Linked DNA regions of Mus musculus: region 2 is linked to region 1. A link is a contact called in public promoter capture Hi-C data. All regions are on one chromosome and are shown on one strand. The core of a region is the stretch at or near the end of the contact, and the rest is flanking DNA. Distances in the headings are between cores, read along the strand shown.

Region 1 (5,396 bases), core at 1,980-4,479:
AGATGATTTCTGTTTTCTTTTTAAATATATCCTTTGAGCGTATTTGAAATCATACTAGTATTTCTTCTCATCACAAGTAAGGCATTGAGATTGTTTTAAAAAGGTATAGCCTCAGTATGTTCATGTTCGTCCACAGGGGCAACCCTCTTGGCAAGCATAGCATCCTGAGACAGCAGCCAGCATCCTTGGATCCCTTTGTACTCACACCTAGTAATCAAGTATCCACCAAGCAGCAACATTAAAGGGAAAGCTGACAGTATTCAGAACACTTGTCATCCATCAGCTTCAACTTCTGCTCACTGTGGTGCCTCATCCCCTCACCCCCACTTACTCGTCTCCTCTCCTCCACCTGCTGGGAGGCAGGGCCCACCGACTAGTGCAGGCAAGTACAAGTTCAGAGCAGCTCAGCTATCAGCGATCATTTGTGGATGCAGCAGATGGGAAGTGAGGCCACCATGCTCACCTGTTTGAGCTGGGTCTGGCTATGCTGCTCTCACTGCTATCATTACTCACAGAAAGGAAGTCCCTCTACCTGCTAGGAGCCTCACTGCTCTCTCCAGAGCCCCGTGGAGGAAGGTCAATGGCCCAAACATGCTCCAACTCCAAGGCTCGGAGGCTTTTTACATAAACCTGTTATGTTACAACCTCTAGAGGATTATGTGCATCTGTCAGAGGCAATCCAGAGATTCCCCTGTGCTCTTTACATATTTTCCAGTGTTAATAACTTACACAACTAGTCAGTGTCATAGCCAGAACACTGAGAGTGCATGCAGTCCAAGCATAGTACCCAGACTCCAGGACTCCTCATTTGCCCTTTTGCAGCTACATCCTCTTCCTAACCTTGAACCTCTGATCTGTGTTCCTCTGGCTTCCTCATTCCGAGTGTTCCATAGACAAGAATGTGCCCTTGGACACTGACTTTTCTCAGTCTCTAGAAATCCACTCAAGGTGCTCAGCTCATCAATGGCTCCTTCCTTTTTGATTGTGAGCAGAATTCTGCCCTTTGCTCCCTAACCATGAGGTGGCTAAACTGAATAATGCAAAGGACAGCCAGAGGTCAGCCCTTAACCCCATGAAAGCCATATGTACTGCCCCCACACTCACCCGGACGAGGCTTGGTGCAATGCTTGTGCACGGGGTCTTCACCTGCTTCAGGCACTTCTCATGGGACATGAAGTTGCAGACTGCAGGGAAGAGATGTGCCAATCAGTCCACCTTGCTAAACACCATAACAGGGCTAAGAGTCCATCATAAAGAGGTCACTCAGCCAGAGCTGACTGGGGGAAGTTCTTGAGCTGAGCCAGTGAGCATGGTACCCATCCCTGTTTCATCCTGTGATCCTAGGCAGTAACACCATCCTCAGGAGCTGGATGCCATATTAGAACCATGGTGGAAGATGAGTGTGTTCTGCTGTCTTGGGAGTGGCCCAATCCCCTCACACTGCCTCAGTTCCCTTGTCTCTGGGGCCAACAGAGCAGAGAGCTGAGTCCCCAAAGACAGGGTGCACATAAACAAAACACACCTGGTTGGGGAGGGGGGCTTGTTTCCAGACCTCAGCACAGCAGAGCTTCAGCAGTGAAACAAACTTGGAGATGTACAAGAGGGGACAGAAAGCTGTGTGACATATCAGAGGCAGGGCAGGACAAGGGAGTGAGGGGCCTGGGCTGGGCTCCACAGGTGGGATACTGATGAGAGGCTGTAGAAATGAAGGGACATGGCTACTAAGTCAGCCTGAGAAGCCAGAGCCTATCCAGAGGGCCCCAGCTGCTGCTTCCCTCCTGCTGAGACCCCAGACACCTCATTCTTAGAAAGAGACAAAAGTTTTCCATGGGATGCTCTGCTTGAAGGATGCTAGGAGAAAAGCGGATGACTAAGTAATGACCTAACAGGAATCTTCCCAGGCTCTCAATTTTCTCCACCTCAAAAGGTCTTGCCAGCTGCCTTCCCTGTAGGCTGAGACCGTCTTATGTTCCTGCAGGTGGAAGGCTCCTGCCCATACCCTTGTGAGGACAGCTACAACAACGCTGCTTAGAAGGGGCTCTGCACCCTCTTCTGGGTAACAGAACCTTGGGCTGCTATACATGAGGAGTTTGCTTAGGTTTCCTGATTCCACAGACCTAGGCTCAGGGGTCAAATCTGTGAGGGGTTCCTTGGATTCAAATCCTACTTTCATTATCTCTCAGTTCTGCAGAGATCCTAGGTCTAGCCTCCTATCTGTGGGTTTGCCTCCACTACCTTTACCTTCCCAGAATAGACTTAGACTTCAAACTATGCCTTCTATGACTTTCAGCCATAAAGTGAGTCAGAGGACCATCCTGCCTAGGCCACCTTTGTACGGCCTGGGGCATAGCTTCAGATATGCAGCTAAGTCAGTGTATACCTCACAGCCTCCATCTCAGTGGGACTCTGATATTTTAAGAGGGCAGATAGGACAGAGAAAAACAGGTGACCACTCCTATGTCACTACTAGCCCTGAGATCCCATGACAACCTTGCCATCCTCACTAGCAGAAGACACGCCTCTGTGAGGAGCTATGGCCTCAGTGATCCTGCCCAGAGCACACTAGTGTTCCCCAAATAGGGCAGGTTCATTGCTCCCACCTTCGGACCCTGGTCAGGTGACACTGTCAAAGGCCCAGATGTCCCCCACAGATTTGGGTCTCAGCTTCTTGTGAAGCTGCCTCTTCACAAGAGTAAGAATAAAAAGAGGGGCAGTCATGGAATTACCTGGAGAGCTGAGAAAGAGGTGCCATCCTCTGTCCTGCCCAGCCGGCTTGGCAGCTGGGTGGGAGCTGTGCTGGGACATGCCACAACTGTAAAGAAGGCTGGGCCTAGCTCTCCAAGCAGTTGAGCCTGAACAGAGCAGCATTAAATCCCTCTGTGCATCAGCATGCACTCGGGACAAGAATGCCCAGGACCCACAGCCAGCCACTCCTGCTGCCCCAGTCACTGACACGGGTCACTAGTGGGAGCCCCATTGCCCCAAGTCTCAGTCTTACCTTCATATCTCTATGCCCAGGCCCAACAACTGCCTCAGCACACACCTTGCCTCTTACAGCGCCTTTGCATTACAACAACAGCACTGCACTATGGCGACTCGGTCTCCACCTCCCACTAGGAAATCCTGAGATCTCAGGTCAAGAGAGGCCAGACCCAGGGTACCCCTCCTTCCTGACCTTAAAAGCAGGGTGTCACCTCCATAGGAAAGTCCTACTCAAACCAGAGTCTGTCTCTGTGCCCACCCACTGCCAAGAGGGACAGGTCTCAAAGGTCAGGGCAGTGTCCCGGGAAGGAGGGCATCGGCTCCTGGGAGCGGCCTTAGGACGCGGGGTGGACTCTCACCATCGCACAGGAAGCCAGCCAGTCCCCAGATGAAGTCCGAGCAGAGGTGGCAGAAGGTAGGCTTGGTGAGTGTCACCTTGCGAAAGCTGTGGCCAGGTGCTGCGGAGCCAATAGCTCTGCTAGTCCGCTCCGGCCCTGACCCCGGGCGTGTGCGGCCCGAGATGCCCAGCACTGGACTGCCGGCCGGGCTGCCAAGACGTGGGGAACCACTGCCCGGCCAGGTCCGGGCACCGGGCTCGGCTGCCGCCGCCATCCACAACCCGAGCGCCCCAGCTCCAAGCGCACGATAAAGCCAGGTCCGCGGTGTAGAGAGGGCCCTCGGCAGAGCCCGCTCCCGGCTTCCGACTGCGCTACCTAACGCGCAGGCTCACGTGGGCGGGGCCAGACTGGAGAGGGCCTCCTGAGGGGCGGTGCCGTCCTGCCAAAGGCGGGGCCTCTGGACTAGACAGAGGGGCATGGTGGCCCAAGAGGATTTGTTCTGACCTCCAGCGCCAGATTCTCCACACAGGATACTAGATATATGAGGCCTTTGCTCGTATAAGCATAGGAGAAGCTATATGGAAACATTCAGTGGGACTTCCACAAGCTCCTTTAACCCCTAATTCTACGCGCGCGCGCGCGCGCGCACACACACACACACACACACCCTCACACACACCATGGCAAAACTTTCTCCCACTGTGTTCCCAGGTCTTTGAGTACCTGCATGCAAGGGAAGGCCATCCACAGTAACCATAGCTTTGTGTTGTCCAGACAATGCCTATGACTTTGGACCTAGGAGTCATTCTGCCTCTATTGTCAGCAGCCCTCAAGGGCCCTGCTTCTATAGGCCGACTCTGTTTTGGAGTTGGGGAAACACTACTGGAATGGTGATCCAAAAAGTTCCTGGCCTCTAGCCTATTCCCAGTAGCCACAGAGTGCATCAAGGGAAGGAAACAGCGACGAGAGAGCTCTGTGTGTATGAGGACATCCTGGTCTATCTAGTGAGTTCTAGGATAACTGAGGCTATGTAGAGAGGCTCTGTCTTTTAAAAAAATATATATTTATTTTATTTTATCAGTATGATTGATTTGCTTACATTTTGTCTGTGCCTGGTGTCAGAGGAGGTCAGAATAGAAAACTGGATTTCCTGGAACTGGAGTTACAGATGTTTTTGAGCTGCCATGAAGGTACTAGAAATAGATCTAGGGTCTTCTACAAAAAAACAAATGCTCTTAATCTCTGAGCCATCTCTTCAGTTTCCTTAGTAGTCTTCTTAACAAGTCCTGGAAGTTTCTAGTACAATCTAAACTAGGTCTAGAATGTTTTTTGTCTCTGAGACTTACTGTCAAATAAGCTCACCCTTTCTTATGCTTCATGAACTCTTGCTGGCTGCTCAACTCTGCTGATCTGGCTCAAATTCCTCTCCAAGCTGACTGATTCAGTATGGCTTCTCTCTCGGCCTCTGACTTTTTGCCCTGCTTGACCTCAAACTAACTCCAGCAATCTATTCTACTCTTCTAACTCCTTCTCATTCTCTGGCTCATTCTGTCTTTACCTATGCCTAAATTGTTCTCTCTGTAAAACTCTCCCAGTAAAATTGTTTGCTTGCTTGCTTGCTCTTCCCCTCTTCCTCTCTTCCTCTCCCCTCTCTCCTGCTCTCTCTTAAATAGCTTTCCTTTCCTCTCTCTTCTTGTGAGATGTGGGCAGTCCTATTCTGTCAAATCATTCTCTGATTTACCACTTTGCCATTTAATCAGACATCATTTTCAAACATGGGTGCTTCCTTCTATAAACTAACTTTACCTTCATTGTTTGGAATTAAAGATGTGTGCTAAGGGCTAAGCCACATCATAACTAAAAAAAGATTTGTTCAGTAAATAACACAGTCTCAGGGTTTACAGTTTGATTAAATATCTTGCAATACTTCCCCTCTTATCACTAATAAGGAAATAACAGCTCAACTGTAGAATAAGCTACTTTTGGGTTTCGCTCTGTTACAAAAGATCCAGATTTGATTCCCAATCACTCCTCCATCATCTCCTCCTCCTCCTCCTCCTCCTCCTCCTCCTCCTC
Region 2 (5,396 bases), core at 1,035-3,534, 1.6 Mb after region 1:
GCTGTCTAGTCAGACTACTTGTGTTGCAAGTTCTCGGTTTGACTGAGAGGCCATGCCTTAAACAATAATCCAGAAGTATGATTGAGAAACAATTTCCATAACTACCCCGGGCTTTCCCACAGACCTACACACATGTGATCTCACACACGTGCACATGAGACGGGAAAAAAAAAAAAGGAGAAACCCAATGATGCCTCAAATAAGCAAGCAGTGTCAAGAGATGTGAGAGTGGATAGTTGCACTGCAGCGGAGCCTAGAACTGTACTGTCTGTGTGACTCCAATAGTCTTGGGGCTGTTTCATTCATTTACTACTTCTGCTGGTGATAAGACAGGCCCTCTCAGTGTAGCTCAGGCTGACGTCACAACAATTCTACTTCAGCCTTCCAAGTATGAGGAGTACAAGCGAGCATATACTAACATCCCTAACGTAAGTTAAAAATACTAGGCACAGGACCTTGGCTGTGCTTTCTCACAGTACAAGTCTGGACTCCTCACACTCTGGAAAAGCTGAGGCGGAAGGATCACAAAAGGCCAGGTTGAATAAGTAAGTCTAACTATACTTAGGTCTTTCGTAGCTCAAGATTCCACACTCAATATTCAATCAACCGGGCATCAAAAAATACTCAAAAGTTTGCATCTGAACTAAACAGACCTTTTTGTATGTGATTTTTTTTTAAAACCTCAAGCTATATATTTTAACAACTACTTAGGTAGCAATTTTATTGTACTGAGTGTGATAAATAATCTAGGAATGATTTAAAGTATACAGGAGGATAAGCTAGATGCCTAGGTTATCTGTAAATACTTCATTATCATGAACATCCACAGAGTTTGATATGTTCAGGGATCATGGACCCAATCCCCCACCATACAGAGGGATTACTATAATTAATTTTAAATCAAATAAAAATAGAGCTCTTTTCTAAGTCACACTAAACACACTTTAAGTGTTGAGCAGTCACTGGGGTAGTGGCCATCACAATGTTGAGGACTGTAGTTAGTGGAGTGGACGTAGGAGCCGAAGAAACTGAAGCTACTCAGTTAAATGTAGGAGGCAGGAATAGGACAAGTCAGAGCTGCCCAAATTAACACAATGGTGGAAGAGGAAGGTCTGGAAAGGGTGGTGGTGGCGGCTCAAGCATGATCTGAGCAGGCTAACCTGGGGTGTTAGTCCCATATACAGACCAGGCCAAAGTCTTGCTGCAGCTACAGGGCCGTGTGTGGGGCTGGACCAGACAAAATTTGGAGACGACTGTCAGAGAGGAAGGCATACCAGAAAGAAACCAAGTGGATATGCCCCTTTTAGTCCCTTCCGGCACTTGTTGATCCATCTGTCATGCATCCTTCCCCACCTAACAAGGCCACTGTACCAATCCATCCACGTAAGCAGACACAGCAAGCAAATATGAAACATTTAAAATCAGGTCATTTCTTTTTTCTTTCTTTCTTTTTTTTTTTTTTTTTTTTTTGAGACAAGGTGTTTCTATATAGCCCAGAATTCAGAGTTCTGCCTGCCTCTGACTCCCAGTGCTGGGATTAAAGCTGCATGCCACTCGCTATACATGCCACTGTACCCGGCTTCCATGGGTAACCCAACCCTTGGCTCTACTTCACGCACGGGTTCTCTGGCCTCTGAAGGGATAGCATGCTTGCAGTCCCAATCTTCCCCAAGCTGCAGGAGGAGAATTTGTGAGGCAAACCTGGCTGTCTATCAAGACCCTGACTCTGAGTAAGACTTAATCCTTTGGAATTTCAGGCCCACAGAGGATGGTGGTCCTGGGACAAAGACCTGGTGCACTGTCTCTGAACAAGGACTCTTCGAGTATGGGGTCCGGGCGGTTAGAGGTCCCTCAGAGAGACGGGTGGCCCAGGCGCGAAGACCTTCGGGAGGTGCGCCATCCAGGCACTGCCACCGATTCACACAAACTCAAGACCCACTAGCACGCAGCGTCCCCTTCCCTTCAGAGCACCGATCTCCGCCATCCCGGGATGGAGGTGAGGAAGCAGGGCCGAGCCCAAACCTCCCGTCCCCGCACCTGTCCCAGTTGGTGTCCCAGACGCCGCGCCCGGCTCGCGCTCCTGTCCAGGCCGGCGGCTCGGTCGCGCGCGTGTCTGCATCCCCGCCACCTCGCGGCTTCCCTACCGCGACCGCCGAGAAGAGAACAGCGGCCGAGCCACCGGCCAGACCACAGGCCGCCAGCTGAAGCGCCTGCCGGAAAGCCATGCCGCAAATCGCGCGACCTGACGGCGGGACGCCAGGAGCAGACTTCCGCTTCCGGCTGGTGGAAGTCCCGCCCCTTCCCCCCCCCCCGACGAATCAGGAAACGCGGCCCAGGGCGCCACCTGCCGGTGGTCGCAGGGTAGCAGGCGCAGATGCCTGCCCTTTAGTGGGTGGAAATCAGGCACTGGGGTTTATTTATTTATTTTATTTTATTTTTTTGGTTTTTCGAGACAGGGTTTCTCAGTGTAGCCCTGGCTGTCCTGGAACTCACTCTGTAGACCAGGCTGGCCTCGAACTCAGAAATCTGCCTGCAGGCACTGGGTTTATATGAATTGAAAAACCTCAAGTTTGGCACTTCAATTTGAAGTTTTTATGTTTTCATTTGTAATCTTTAAGTGTATGCATACTCTCAACTTTCACCTCCTGAATTCTTTCCATTTTTTTCCCTAAGAACCTTCTTCATTCAACTATCAACCCTCCATTCCCCACCCCTAGTCCCTGGCACCTACCATCGCGCCTCCAAGTTTTACCGCTCTAGTTGCTTTTGACCAATTGACCGGGTCCTTCTGTGTAGGAAAGGTGTCCACCTGCTCTTCCAGGGCCATTGTACCCAAGGCCTAGGGACTAGACTGGCAGGCCCACGGACTTACAGCTCCAGGCTTGGGCTTTAACTACCAAGCGGCCCAGCACTTGGCAGCTGTTATAATTTTCATCTTTGAGCAACAATGAACAGCAGCAGGCATTTGGTAATATTACTGCTCCTGAATGAACCTCTAACCTCAGACATTCTCAGAACCCTTGGCCTTCCACAATGGCTAAGGCGGTCCTTTGGCTAGACAGCTCCCTAAAAGTCTTAGCAACAGGATCTGTTTTTTCCACAGCCTTCTTTCACCTCAGCTCTCTATTCTCTCTAGCCTCAGCCTTTTGGTGTTCCTAGCTCAGCCTACCCTACTATTGATAAAAATAAATTAAATTTTTTTTACAAAAACCCTCTAAGGCCTGACATACCAAAAAAAAAAAGGATACAGAGGCTGTATTTCACACTGACTGAAACGTGAGTTTCAGTCGGCTTATATATAAAGAGAAAAGGGTGTTATGGCAAGGGTCTTAGCCCCAATCCTGGCAGTCCTTCATGCACGTTTGAATCAATCGCAGGTTTTCTGCAGAGCCACCAAGGGAGAGCCTCCCCCTGGCCTGGATGAGACGATTGCAAGGTCATCAGAGTTCACTACCATGCTGTCTTGCTCAGTGTCGGTGGAGGCTGTCTGGACAGATCATGACTGGAGCAAGTCTTCCACGGAGGTTCTGGTGGCCCATATGACTGCAGAGGTGTCTGCCCAGTGAGCCCCAATATCTAAACTGGCTGCCAGGAGGGCAGTGTGGCTAGTTGTCCTTAAGAGGCTGCTTTCCTGACAGGACCTCAGCCAGGCACCAGAGCAGGACCTGTTAGATGCTTTAATCTTTCACAGGAAGCATCAATAGGGTGTGTGTAACAAAAATCTGTAACAAAATTACAGTATAGTTCTTTTTTTTTTATTTTATTTTGTTTTGTTTTTTTGAGACAGGGTTTCTCTGTGTAGCCCTGGCTGTCCTGGAACTCACTTTGTAGACCAGGCTGGCCTTGAACTCAGAAATCCGCCTGCCTCTGCCTCCCGAGTGCTGGGATCAATGGTGTGCGACACCACGCCCAGCTACAGAATAGTTCTTCTTTAACAGTGCTTCCTTACTGCCTCTTTGTCCCACAGGGATGTAGGTCTCCCTGATTTGTATTCTAGGTACCTTAAATTATTTGGACTCCCACAGTCTGTCCTCTTGGAACTAGGTGTCCTTTTCTGTGTCTTTCTTTCTTTTTCTTTTTCCTTCCTCTGAGATGGGGGTCCCATCATACTGTGTAGACTTGGATGCCTTGGGGCATGCTGTATAGACCAGACTGGCCTCAAACTCATAGAGATCCACCTGCCTCTGTCCCCTGAGTGATGGGGGAAAGGCCCTTGCCACCAAGCCTGGCTTACGTGGCTATTTTGAGCATTAAATTTGTAAACAAATAAATGTGTTGCTTCATCTCAGGAAACTGCTTCTGTTTCTGCACTCCTCTTTATCACTGCAAAGTAAGGGAAAAGGCGTAATGGACAGAATAAGCGGGAGGTACATGCAGAATTGTGACACCGTGTGACAGTGCAGTTGTAAGGACCACTTTATGGGTTTATATATAGATATTGGTAGACTGGGTACACAGGTCATTCGGTAGGGAGCTTGTTTAGCTTATGCAAAGCCCTGAATCCCATCCTCAGTATTGCCTAAATCAGGTATAGTGGAGCACATCTGTAATCCCAACAAATGAGAAGTGAAAATAGGAGATTCACAAGTTCAAGGGCATCCTTGGAGTTCAAGACTAGCCTGGAATACATAAGACCCTGTCTCAAAAAAGAGAGGGTGACTTGGGGGAGAATAGAGAGGTGGTTAAGAGCACTGGCTGCTCTTCCAGAGGTCTCAAGTTTATTTCCAGCACCAGTCTGTGACTCCAGTTCCAGGTGATCCAAAACCCTCTTCTGGCCTCTAAGGGCAGTGGACACACATGGTATACAGACATAATCTCAAGCAGACATAAAACAAAAATAAGTGAAATCTTTTAAAAATAAAGGAACTGTTGGCCATAGTATCTAGAGCTAAATATGAGGGAAAGATTATCGGCTTACCTACCAGAACAGCTCCCCGTTCATATAACCACTTGTAAACACAATGATAATGTCTGAGTGGAGGAGACTAGAAAAGTACATTCTGACTTTCTCTATACGTAGTTGTGTCAACCAATATGTAGGAAATGAGCTAAATGATGTGGGCTGGGATATGCCAGAAATATGAATTCACACCACTTTAAAGCAAAGAAGACAGACATGGTAAAGACATGCTTGTAAGTCCAGGACTTTAGAGGAAGACGAAGACGCAGGATATGGCTGACCATGATGACATACTCCTTTAATGCACATACTCTTGGGTCAAAGGCAGGGGGATCTCTGTGAATTCAAGGCCACCCTAATCTACACAGCAAATTCTAGGCCGGGCAGGATTGCCTAGTGAAAACTTTACTCAAAAAAATTAAAATTCCAATGTAAGACTTTATAAAAATTCCAGGTTACTGTTAACTACACAATGAGTTCAAGGCCAGCCAGGTAG

The links. Capture Hi-C pulls out chosen DNA fragments and counts their contacts.
Region 2: a promoter capture Hi-C map of liver shows a contact between it and region 1, with 4 times the contacts expected there. The contact joins the promoter of Pgam5 here to the promoter of Idua in region 1. A contact is called at or near these places in 1 of 39 promoter capture datasets (pre-B cells), 2 of 115 datasets of contacts at active chromatin or transcription factors (astrocytes and kidney) and 1 of 9 other capture datasets (liver).

Annotation. Positions count from the first base shown.
Region 1 is chr5:108,657,102-108,662,497 of GRCm38.p6, forward strand. Idua (iduronidase, alpha-L) reads left to right here and starts at 3,230. Exons shown (of 15, transcript NM_008325.4): 1 at 3,230-3,397. It overlaps Dgkq (diacylglycerol kinase, theta), which reads right to left and starts at 3,729. Exons shown (of 23, transcript NM_199011.2): 1 at 3,342-3,729; 2 at 1,105-1,184. The coding sequence starts at 3,594.
Region 2 is chr5:110,267,615-110,273,010 of GRCm38.p6, forward strand. Pgam5 (phosphoglycerate mutase family member 5) reads right to left here and starts at 2,285. Exons shown (of 6, transcript NM_001163538.1): 1 at 2,038-2,285. The coding sequence starts at 2,225.